Regions from separate parts of the Zea mays genome. Here region 1 is linked to region 2. The links are chromatin contacts, called in public Hi-C maps. All regions are on one chromosome and are shown on one strand. Each heading gives the region's core, a stretch centred on a gene start, on an enhancer-like site or on the middle of the called end of the contact. The rest is flanking DNA. Distances are from core to core; before and after follow the strand shown.

The links. A called contact is a pair of places that touch in the nucleus more often than the background predicts.
Region 1: a Hi-C map of endosperm shows a contact between it and region 2, with 2.9 times the contacts expected there. The contact joins the promoter of LOC100381463 here to the enhancer-like site in region 2. A contact is called at or near these places in 16 of 25 Hi-C or Micro-C datasets (bundle sheath, ear, endosperm and 6 more) and 2 of 3 datasets of contacts at active chromatin or transcription factors (leaf and seedling).

The regions. Positions count from the first base shown.
Region 1 is chr8:162,800,719-162,805,256 of Zm-B73-REFERENCE-NAM-5.0, reverse strand. LOC100381463 reads right to left here and starts at 3,021. Exons shown (of 12, transcript NR_159708.1): 1 at 2,827-3,021; 2 at 2,685-2,732; 3 at 2,105-2,158; 4 at 1,738-1,857.
Region 2 is chr8:162,665,989-162,670,573 of Zm-B73-REFERENCE-NAM-5.0, reverse strand. No RefSeq gene overlaps it. Among protein-coding and RNA genes, the nearest start is that of LOC100285575, 20 kb to the right of the region's middle. Within about 2 kb of position 2,528, at least 18 of the 20 cell types and tissues checked have an H3K27ac peak or open chromatin away from gene starts, as enhancers often do. A contact at or near this core is called in ear, endosperm, leaf and 3 more, where this site is marked.

The DNA of each region.
Region 1 (4,538 bases), core at 1,772-4,271, 130 kb before region 2:
TGAAGATGAGTGGGGGCTTGGAGCTCCACATCTGTCCGCAGTGGCTCGCCCAGGCCAGCTGTATACAGATTAACTTGTTGGGTCAAGGATAGATCATCACAGCGGCAAAGGAGCTGTGAGAACTGCCTTGTGTACTCGTCCACAGAGCCTGTGCGGCGAAGGTCCTTGAGCTCAGCGAGGCCATTGGAGTGCAGGGGCGGCCCAAAGCGCATGTTGACGAAGAAGGCGAACCAAGGCCAGGGCAAGATGTCATGGTCCCGCTCCAGCGCATAGTACCATTCCGCTGCGACACCATCCAGATTTAGGGATGCTATCCATACCCGATCCTCGTCGAGGGTGTGCATACCACGAAAGTATGATGCACATTTGGTGAGCCATGGAAGAGGATGAGACTCGCCGTCGAAGGACGGAAAGTTGGGTTTGGGCCGACGGTGGTCACCATGACCGTGGTGGTCACACGTAGGCTGCCCATCATCGGAGTCTTCGTGACGGTAATCGCTGTTGAGGCCATGGTTGCGGTATCTCCTCCTGCCGATGTCATCCCGACGGCCCTGCCTGGGCCGACGCCTGCCCATGCTGTTGCTGGCACGCCGATCCAAACCGGCTTCTACGTTTTCAGTGTTTGCTTCGTTGTTGGCGGCATCCAGATCATCTTGTGCCATGCTGCCCAGACCCGAACTCGCTTGTGGCTGGGCCGATTGCTTCCCTGCTATGATTTCCAGGCAAGCAAGGCGCGTGTCATGGGAGTCCATGCGTCGGTTGAACGTCCCCAGCTGTGCCGACAGTTTGGTCCCCAAGTCGGTCATGCATGTGAACTGGGTGACCAGAAAATCCAACTTCTCCGCAGCCATCATGGTCGCAGGATCACCGCCGGAGCCAGCCATGGAAGCCGATGCTCCAGTTGAATCTGATACCAATTGATGTGGTCTGCGGATGAGAGGAACAGGAGATAGAGCGTAAGGCGTAGGGGGGAGGGCGACACCGCCGCCAGCCTGGTTGTGATGGTCAGCCAGGATGACCGAAGGTGACCTCCCTACCTGAAGATCTTTATTCCTTCAATACCTAATACAAACTAGAGGCAAATTCCCTTATAGAACAGGATCCTAAATCGCGATAGCAATCGGAGGAGAGACAGAGGAAGGCCAAAGAAGTTGACATGGGAAGATACGGTGAAAGAAGACAAGGATGAATTATATCAAAAAAATTAGTCTTAAATAGGAGTGTGTGGAAAATAGTTATCCATGTGCTTGAAACCTTGAATTGTGATTTCCGTAAGTTTCAACTTTATCCTACCCCCAACTTGCTTGGTACTAAAAAGGCTTTGTTGTTGTTGCTGCTGCCGCCGCAACAACATGAAAAGATGCTACATGAGCAGAGGCTGACTAATAGTAGATGCAAAATCTAGGAAAATCGTACAAGTTAGCTAGCGAGTTACATCCATGGACAAGATGTGGGTGTCATGAACTTCGAGCACAACACCAAATACAGAAAATCATACATGATGCATGTGCCACCAGTATTTACATGGACAAGAACAAAGTTCATTTCATGTAATGTTCTGGATAAACAACAATGAATGAAGAGAACAAAAATATTATCATACATGAATTCAAACAAATCAAGAGTGGGTGTACTTCACATAAAGAAGAAATAAAAGCATGAAGATAGCAGAGGTAGTACAGAGATATTTTGATAATAATTGCCATCCAGCAAATTAAAAAACACAGAAAACTATACCAGTCAGCTCCAAGGCACCCTCATCTGATCCGATCCTCCACAGAAATCCCCTATCATCTTTGCCTCCAGAAGCCACAAGTGATGCATCTGTAGGACTGCATGCAACAGAGAAGACTTCATCTGTACCCAGAAAAATGGAAGGAACAATAAAAGGAGTATTAGCTTAGTTATCAAAGAAAGACGTTGAGATGTGTAGGATACTAGGATAGGAAACATGGGATTAGCTATCCAAATTTTCCAGGTCGAGTATTAATCTGTGGTAATAAATTGAAAATCATTGCACCATATTACATGTAAATATAGTACTACTCTGCAGATCAGCACCACAAAAGCAGGGTGAGCTTCACTTTCTTGTGTAACAACTTGCCTTTGTGGCCAAGAAATGAGTACGTAGAATCATCAATGATGTCTTCTGAATCAACTGGAAACGAAAGTAGCCGTTAGATTGCATAATGAAGCACTGCTGATGACTTAAATGTAAATCATGAAAAGTGATTGAGCAACTGAGCACATCATCATCTGCAGGTTTCTAAATAAAAATTCCAGAAGCACATGAGCCGGAATTCTTCAGAATCCAATGGAACTAGTGGCAAGAAAATTGCAAAAGTATGTAAAATGAAGGGAGCTAGCTGTGCTATTTAGCGAGACATTGATACAGAATCAGCCAGTTGCCCTGTCTGATCATATCTCATTCTGATGCATCCATGGAGACCTAGAAGGCTAGAACAGCCAAGCGTAGGATGCACACCTCAAGTGAATAGGTGATATAAGAACATTACACGGCACTAGAATATGAATATCACTGCACGCTAATTATGTCAGAACAACAACCACCTCAATCTCCTCGAGAACTATCTGAGAGGCTAACTGACAAAAAAAGGGGGGAGCAGATAAAGAAAATTTCGCATAGACTGAAAGCTGAAGCTCCAAACAAAATCCACCCCTACCAATCCCGTCGCCGACGTCGTCATCTTCTTCGTCGCGGTCGGGGAGATCTGACAAGGTAAGGCAGGCACGAATAAGCAGCAGTAGCGATGGAGCAAGCAAGTACGCAAGTAAGTAGAAGGGAAACTAGCACTGCTGATCAACCTTCTTCGTCGATGGTTATCTCGTGGATGATGTCCTCCTCGTCGATGAAGACCTCCTCCTCGCCGTCAGATCCTTCGCCGGGAAGCTCGCCTGAGATACTCATCGCCGCCGACGCCGACGCCGCTGTTTGGGGACAAGTGCGCGTGTGCAGAACCGCAGAAGCCACGAGGGGCGCAGGGCAGTCGTATGAGGCCGTAGACAGCAGGCAGCACGCAGCAGGCGAGCAGTCGAAACGGGGTGGATCGCGGGCGCGCGGCAGGGGCTGAAGTTAGGGTTGGATGGGAATTAGTGGGCTGAGCTGAAGACATAGGCCCACTACTGCGGCTGCACAGTCCCTGTGCATCCGCCGCTGGACCGAAATTTTTGTATTTTAGTACTTTTTTAGAAAAATAAAATCACGTTTAGTCTAAACTGTTGAACGACTTATTTTATGTTTTAGACTTTTTTTGGCATCATAGATTATGACGATGAGGCAACATATCTCGACGCTATAGCCTATAACACTGAGCACTAGCGTGGCAAAGGCGGCCGGGGCTAACGAGGCGCCGACGTGGCCCTAGCTCGGCTCCACAGATCTTACGTCGAGCTAGGGCTTTAGACGCGGGTCCGGCTCCTCTTACACATTCTCTTCCCTCCGCTCATCCGCCAGCTCCTAGGCTCGCTCCGGTGCCCCGACTGTCGCCCCGTCGAGGCCCCAGCCCCGCGAGCCGTGTCGTCTGTCGCCCATCCGCCACCCCATCTGTCGCGCCGCCCGCGCTAGCTCCCCGTCCACCGCCCGTCTGGAGCCCTGATGCGTCGTCTGCCGCCCCGTCTACCGCGCCGACGAGGTCCCCCGGCGCCCCGTCCGCCGCCCCAGCGAGCGCGCTCCGTGCCGAACAGCCGCCCCGTCCGCTGCTCGGCTCGTCCACATGTAGATGATAATTAGTTTTTTGCATTTGTGAAACTTTTTCATATATGTAATCTAAGTTAATTGTTTCCATTATACATTACTTATTACTTATATATAGGTATATATGGTTCCATTAAACTGTTTTCATTAACTTTTTATTACTTATATATAGGTATATATAGGTTCCATTAAATTGTTTTCATCTATGTAACCTAAATTAATTGTTTCCGTTAAACTGTTTTTATCTATGTAATCTAAGTTTAATTACATAGTTTATTTTGTTTTGCTTAGTATATTTAGTGAATATAGTTAGATAGCTACTTAGTTGTTAGCGAATGTATTTTGATAGCTACTTAGATGTCAGACATCGTGTTGTTTTCTATGTTGCAAAGTGTTGATGCCAGCTAGGGATGAAAACGAACGGAAAAACCCATCTCCCGTTTCCGTATCCGCATTTTATCATCGGAAACGGGATTGGGTCCGGAATAATCGGGAACGAAAACGGGAGCGGGATAAACGGAAATGCGAAAACGAACGGAAACGGAAATACTAACGGAAACTCATAATTTAATACAAATAGAAATGTTATTGATGTTTGACTAGTGATTGATTGGCAGAACAATAACATAAAACAAATAGATATATAGCGGCAATATTTTATTGTTGTTTGGTTGCTAAATGTGTATATTTAGCTACATCCGATGTTGTTTAAGACTTTAGATCACTTGTCATTTGAAAAAAGCTTGTGGTTACAATGGCCAATTGTGCTATAATTTGTCACCTAAATACACGATGATTTAGTTTATATACTAATGCATATTTG
Region 2 (4,585 bases), core at 1,279-3,778:
AAGTGTCAGTGACTGTGTTAAATAGTGAAAGGGCTCGTTCGCAGTTAGTTAAAACCCCAAGGGTCTCTGTGCAAGTCTGCCAGCGCGGGCGCGCGCGCGGGCGCCTTTCTGCCCTAGCTGGGCCGCCTGGGCTGGATTCGGCCCAGTGCTATTCAATTGTTTTTCTTTTTCTTTTATCTCCAGAGCCAAAACAATTATAGAAAAATGTAGAAAATGCTAAAATTGTGAAACTAATTTTCCTAGGCTTGTTATTTTCCCTAGAATTTAATAAAAATAGTTTTGTGATTTTTAGTGGAAATAAGAAATTTTAGGGTATTTAAAGTAGTTAAAAGTATTAGTTATGGATTTTTAGAAAATAATTGGTAAGTCCAAAAATGCCCAAACTTTTTATGGGAACTTAAAACAATATTTAGAAGCCTTGGGTAGAGTTTGAATTGATTTGGACCTTGTTTGGTCACCAAACCCCAAAACACCCCCCCGCCCTATGAACTCCTTTACCGACTCCGGAAACCCTAAGTTCCCGGAGTTCCGTGAAGGAAAGTTGTATTCAAGACCTAGTCAATAAGTTTATATTATCTTTGCATCCTCATGAGCATCCCATGGCATCCATTCTTATACATATGTATGGTTATGATTAGAACGTGAAGAAGAAATTGAAGTAACTGAAGAGGAGACACCACCACCACCACCACCTTCGGAATCTCAGGCCGGGAATTGTTTCTACTTTGATATCTGTGGATCTGAGCCTGATTCACCTGTGAACGAAGGCAAGCCCCGGTGCATGCAACCCCTTTCCTTGTGTTTTAAATACCTTTCGCACACTTAAGTCTAGTGAAATGTGCATTAGGTTCATAGGAGTTGTTTGAAACCCTTTGATGCATTGCTTTCCTTGATATCCATACCTTTATAGATACTTCTGTGAAGTATCAAAATATGATTTACAAAAATGCTTAGCCTTGCTTAGATCTTGTGGATAGAGGTTGTCCTCAATTTAACCCGGGAGAGGATGGCTTCTACCTGCAAGAATATTTTCATTTGGAGCAATAGTGGGATCTTACTGCAAAGTTCCCTGTGATGCTCTTTCATCCTAAGGAACAGACACAATCCTAAGGATGGAAATACTTAAATTGAGACTTGGGTTAGGAACAGGTGATGTTCTACCCAGGTTGGTTAAGGATTAATGCGTATGTAGGTGTGCTGACCGAGGACCCTTTAACTGGTCACATGCCTCGTCATGGGTAAGCCTTGCCTCGGGCAGACTAAGGCCAGAATAAGATAACACGAAATGGGCGTGGAGCGGTGGCGAGAGTAGCGTGTACCCTCCGTGGCAAGAGGCTGGACGGTGGTGTATCTGTGCTCTCGGTTTACGTGAACCTGATCTGGTCTTAAGAACCCCGGTGGCGGGTTGACATATGCAAGGGTTAAGTGCTACATATGTCGTGTGATTGGAGATCCTCAGCTGAGTATAATCGATTCGGATCACCGTACCTTCGCGGTTATGAAGACTTGGTCACTTCCCTGCAACCTAAAGTCAGGATGTGAACACTATGGATAAAAATGATGTTGTCTTGATGTGATGTGAAATTAGACTAGATGCAAATAGAGTTTATTAATACTTAATATGGCGTTAAAAGATTGAAAGTAAGGACTCACTTTAGTAAGCTACTTCTGCAAAAGTATAAGTTGAATTTTGCTAAAGCCTCTCCTTGACTCCTATTTATCCAGCATACCCTTGAGAGTCTTTTCCTTAGTCGGGTAAGACTTGCTGAGTAATTCCATACTCAAGGTTTATCCCTTTGTTGTTTTTAGGTGAGGAAGCGACAAATTTTTGTTGCTTTTGCTCCAAGGTGGTACCAAATGAGGAAAAACAAGACTGAAGTGCGGGAGGACTTGGTCCTCCACATAGGATCTTTTGCTTAAGCTTATCGGGAGGAGTTTGTGCCTCCATTGGTTTGTATAATATTACTACTCTGCACTCACTTTTAGTTCTGGTCTGTAATAAGTAACTTAATCTTACTTTCTAAATAAATGTACGTTTATGTAATTGCTTCCGCATTTCTTTATCTCCGATGTTCTGTAATGTCTGCAAGACGGGTGAACCGTTCCTGGTAAGGTAAGGAAAGATACCGAACTTGTCAAGTGACTTAGGAACATCTACAGGGTGTCTGATGTCTGTTGGACAAGGACAACTGTAGGTGGGCCTGATTACTTGGGAGGTTCCGTCACACCCCGGTCTCGAAACGCCGACACCATCAGACCACACATACCTTAGTGTTTAAAAATAAAAATTAATTCTATTTACAGCCTAGACGTCGGTCTTTTCGACTCGTGGCAACATACAGACATATACCTAGTAACCAAATAAGATAGAGTTAAGTTTAGTCACTGCAAAGGAAACAAACGGGTGCTTAGTTCTCCTAGTTGATGAAAAGGAATTTGCCCATTCATCAGCTGTATTGTCCTGTCAGCGCGACGTCCCGGCCCGGCCCGGCCTGTTATGAAGAAGTAGTTAAATTAACCAATAAGCAGCAGCCCAAAATCCGTCTTCCGTGCCCTGGGCCCTGGGCCCTGGGCCCCACATCGTCCTGCTCATCCCCTACTACTAGTTGAGTTTTTCAAGTGAAGAGAAGCCATTAGCCATGGCGGCGGTGGATCTGTCCAAGCTGGTGAAGGAGAAGCGCTTCTGGGTGGCCTCCTTCCTCGTCGTATGGGCAGCAGCGCTGCAGGTAGGTGCAGGCTTTCCTCATGCATGCTTGTCATCGACTGGATCCGGAGGCTTCTATTCCCCTCCGCCTCCCTTTCCGAATCCAAAATGATTTCGTTGGTGTATCAGGGCCACATGATGTGGATGCAGCGCCAGGACACCTTCAAGCACAAGTTTGGTATCGACCAAGCAGACGGACCCGATGCTCAGGATTCCTCATCTTCGTCTTCGTCTTCCTCTTCTTAGTAGGTCCATCCCCTTGCTTCTGCTTGTGATGTAATGTACTCGTAGCTGGGTAGTTCAGTTCAGCAAGTAACAATATCCTATACAGCACAACACCCATCAGTGAGCTTTCGCTATACTGTATCTGTCTATTCCTCAAATAAATCATGTCAGTTTTTTTTGGTTTCCTCCATCATCAATATTAACTCGTAATTTCAGTTCATATATTTACATATAGGTATATTAACTAGTGGTGTGTAATTGTACAACAACAGTAGGTTGGCTGGCACCAGTAGCATCTTTTTTTTTGGATGATGAGAATTCACTCGAAATATGTTGCAATGTACCTTTTCAACTGGATGGAACACTATACTACTACAACCAGCTGCTTCCTTCTTTCTTCTGGCAAAGGCCATTGGACTCATGCCTCCTATGGCTGATCAGGTCAGTTACCTTGTATCGTCTGAAGCGGTTTGTTCGGAACAAATGAGACATCCATCCTTTAATAAAGCGGGCGGGAGAGAAGGCAGATGACAAGACAAGTGCAGTGTGTGTAACCACTACCAGGCGTTCCTTTGATGAATGTCATTTTTCTTCTCTTTAGTCCTGAATAAATTCTGATACCATATCTTTTGGGTGTGGGATGCAAAACTCTGCTAGCTTATCATTGCCACAAACTCATGTATTTGAGTTGTGTTTTATAGATTGAAGTGCACTTTCCAGCAGGTTTCATAGACTGGACAGTGGACTGCCGTTGGTTGTCTCTCGGTGAGTGTGGAACCCACTTTCATCACAATCCTTAAGCACATCCATCCCTACAGGATCAGTCAGCCTGACTATTCCATAACTCCTGAAATATTTGAGAAACAAGTGGGGCGATTTCATATTTCATTCTACAAGTGTAGTGTGCCTGAATATTACCTGGAACCAGCAGGTAGGACCAAAAGCAATTAAGAACAAAGGAACCACAGATGGATGCCAGGCACAAGGCACTTTATGTACAAGTGTAGTAGCTATTAGCAAAGGACACTTGCCTGGTTGGATCTGTGGGTGCGACCACAAATGCACAGTCTCTGGTAGCATGACCTATGGGAATCCATCATTTTTCATTAATAAAAAAAGTTAAAGACACGGCAAAGTGTGATAACAAATTTAAAACAGGTGAAATACTCAGTTCTAAGTTGGCACTGTGTCACACAAGTATCTAACAATTCTGCAATGGGCTAATAGGACCAAGAAATGTTAAATGCATGCAGATGCATACATTGTCGAGAACAACATTGGCATCAATCCCCAAGTCTCTCAGCAATTGGCACAACACGTTCAGGTCGACTGAAAACTTCATTAATTTGTAGACAAAATATAAACTCTTGAGAGAATCAGCTTGACAAATTACTCCCAAAGATACAATGTTCCTTTAGTGTCAATGTAGGCAACCTTCCCATTTCCCACATGCATGTGGATTGGAAGTTGCATTCTCATCAATCAGAAATAGGAAAGTAGTTCCGTTGCTTCTTTGTTTCTCAAATTCTATTGCGTCTATGGTCCACGTGCTTTCTAAAAAAATTGATACAGGGGTGAACCTGAGTGGAGACACATAGGGTATGAGCCAACTGGGTCTTCCCTGACCTGCAGGACAACCAAATAACATACATTTTA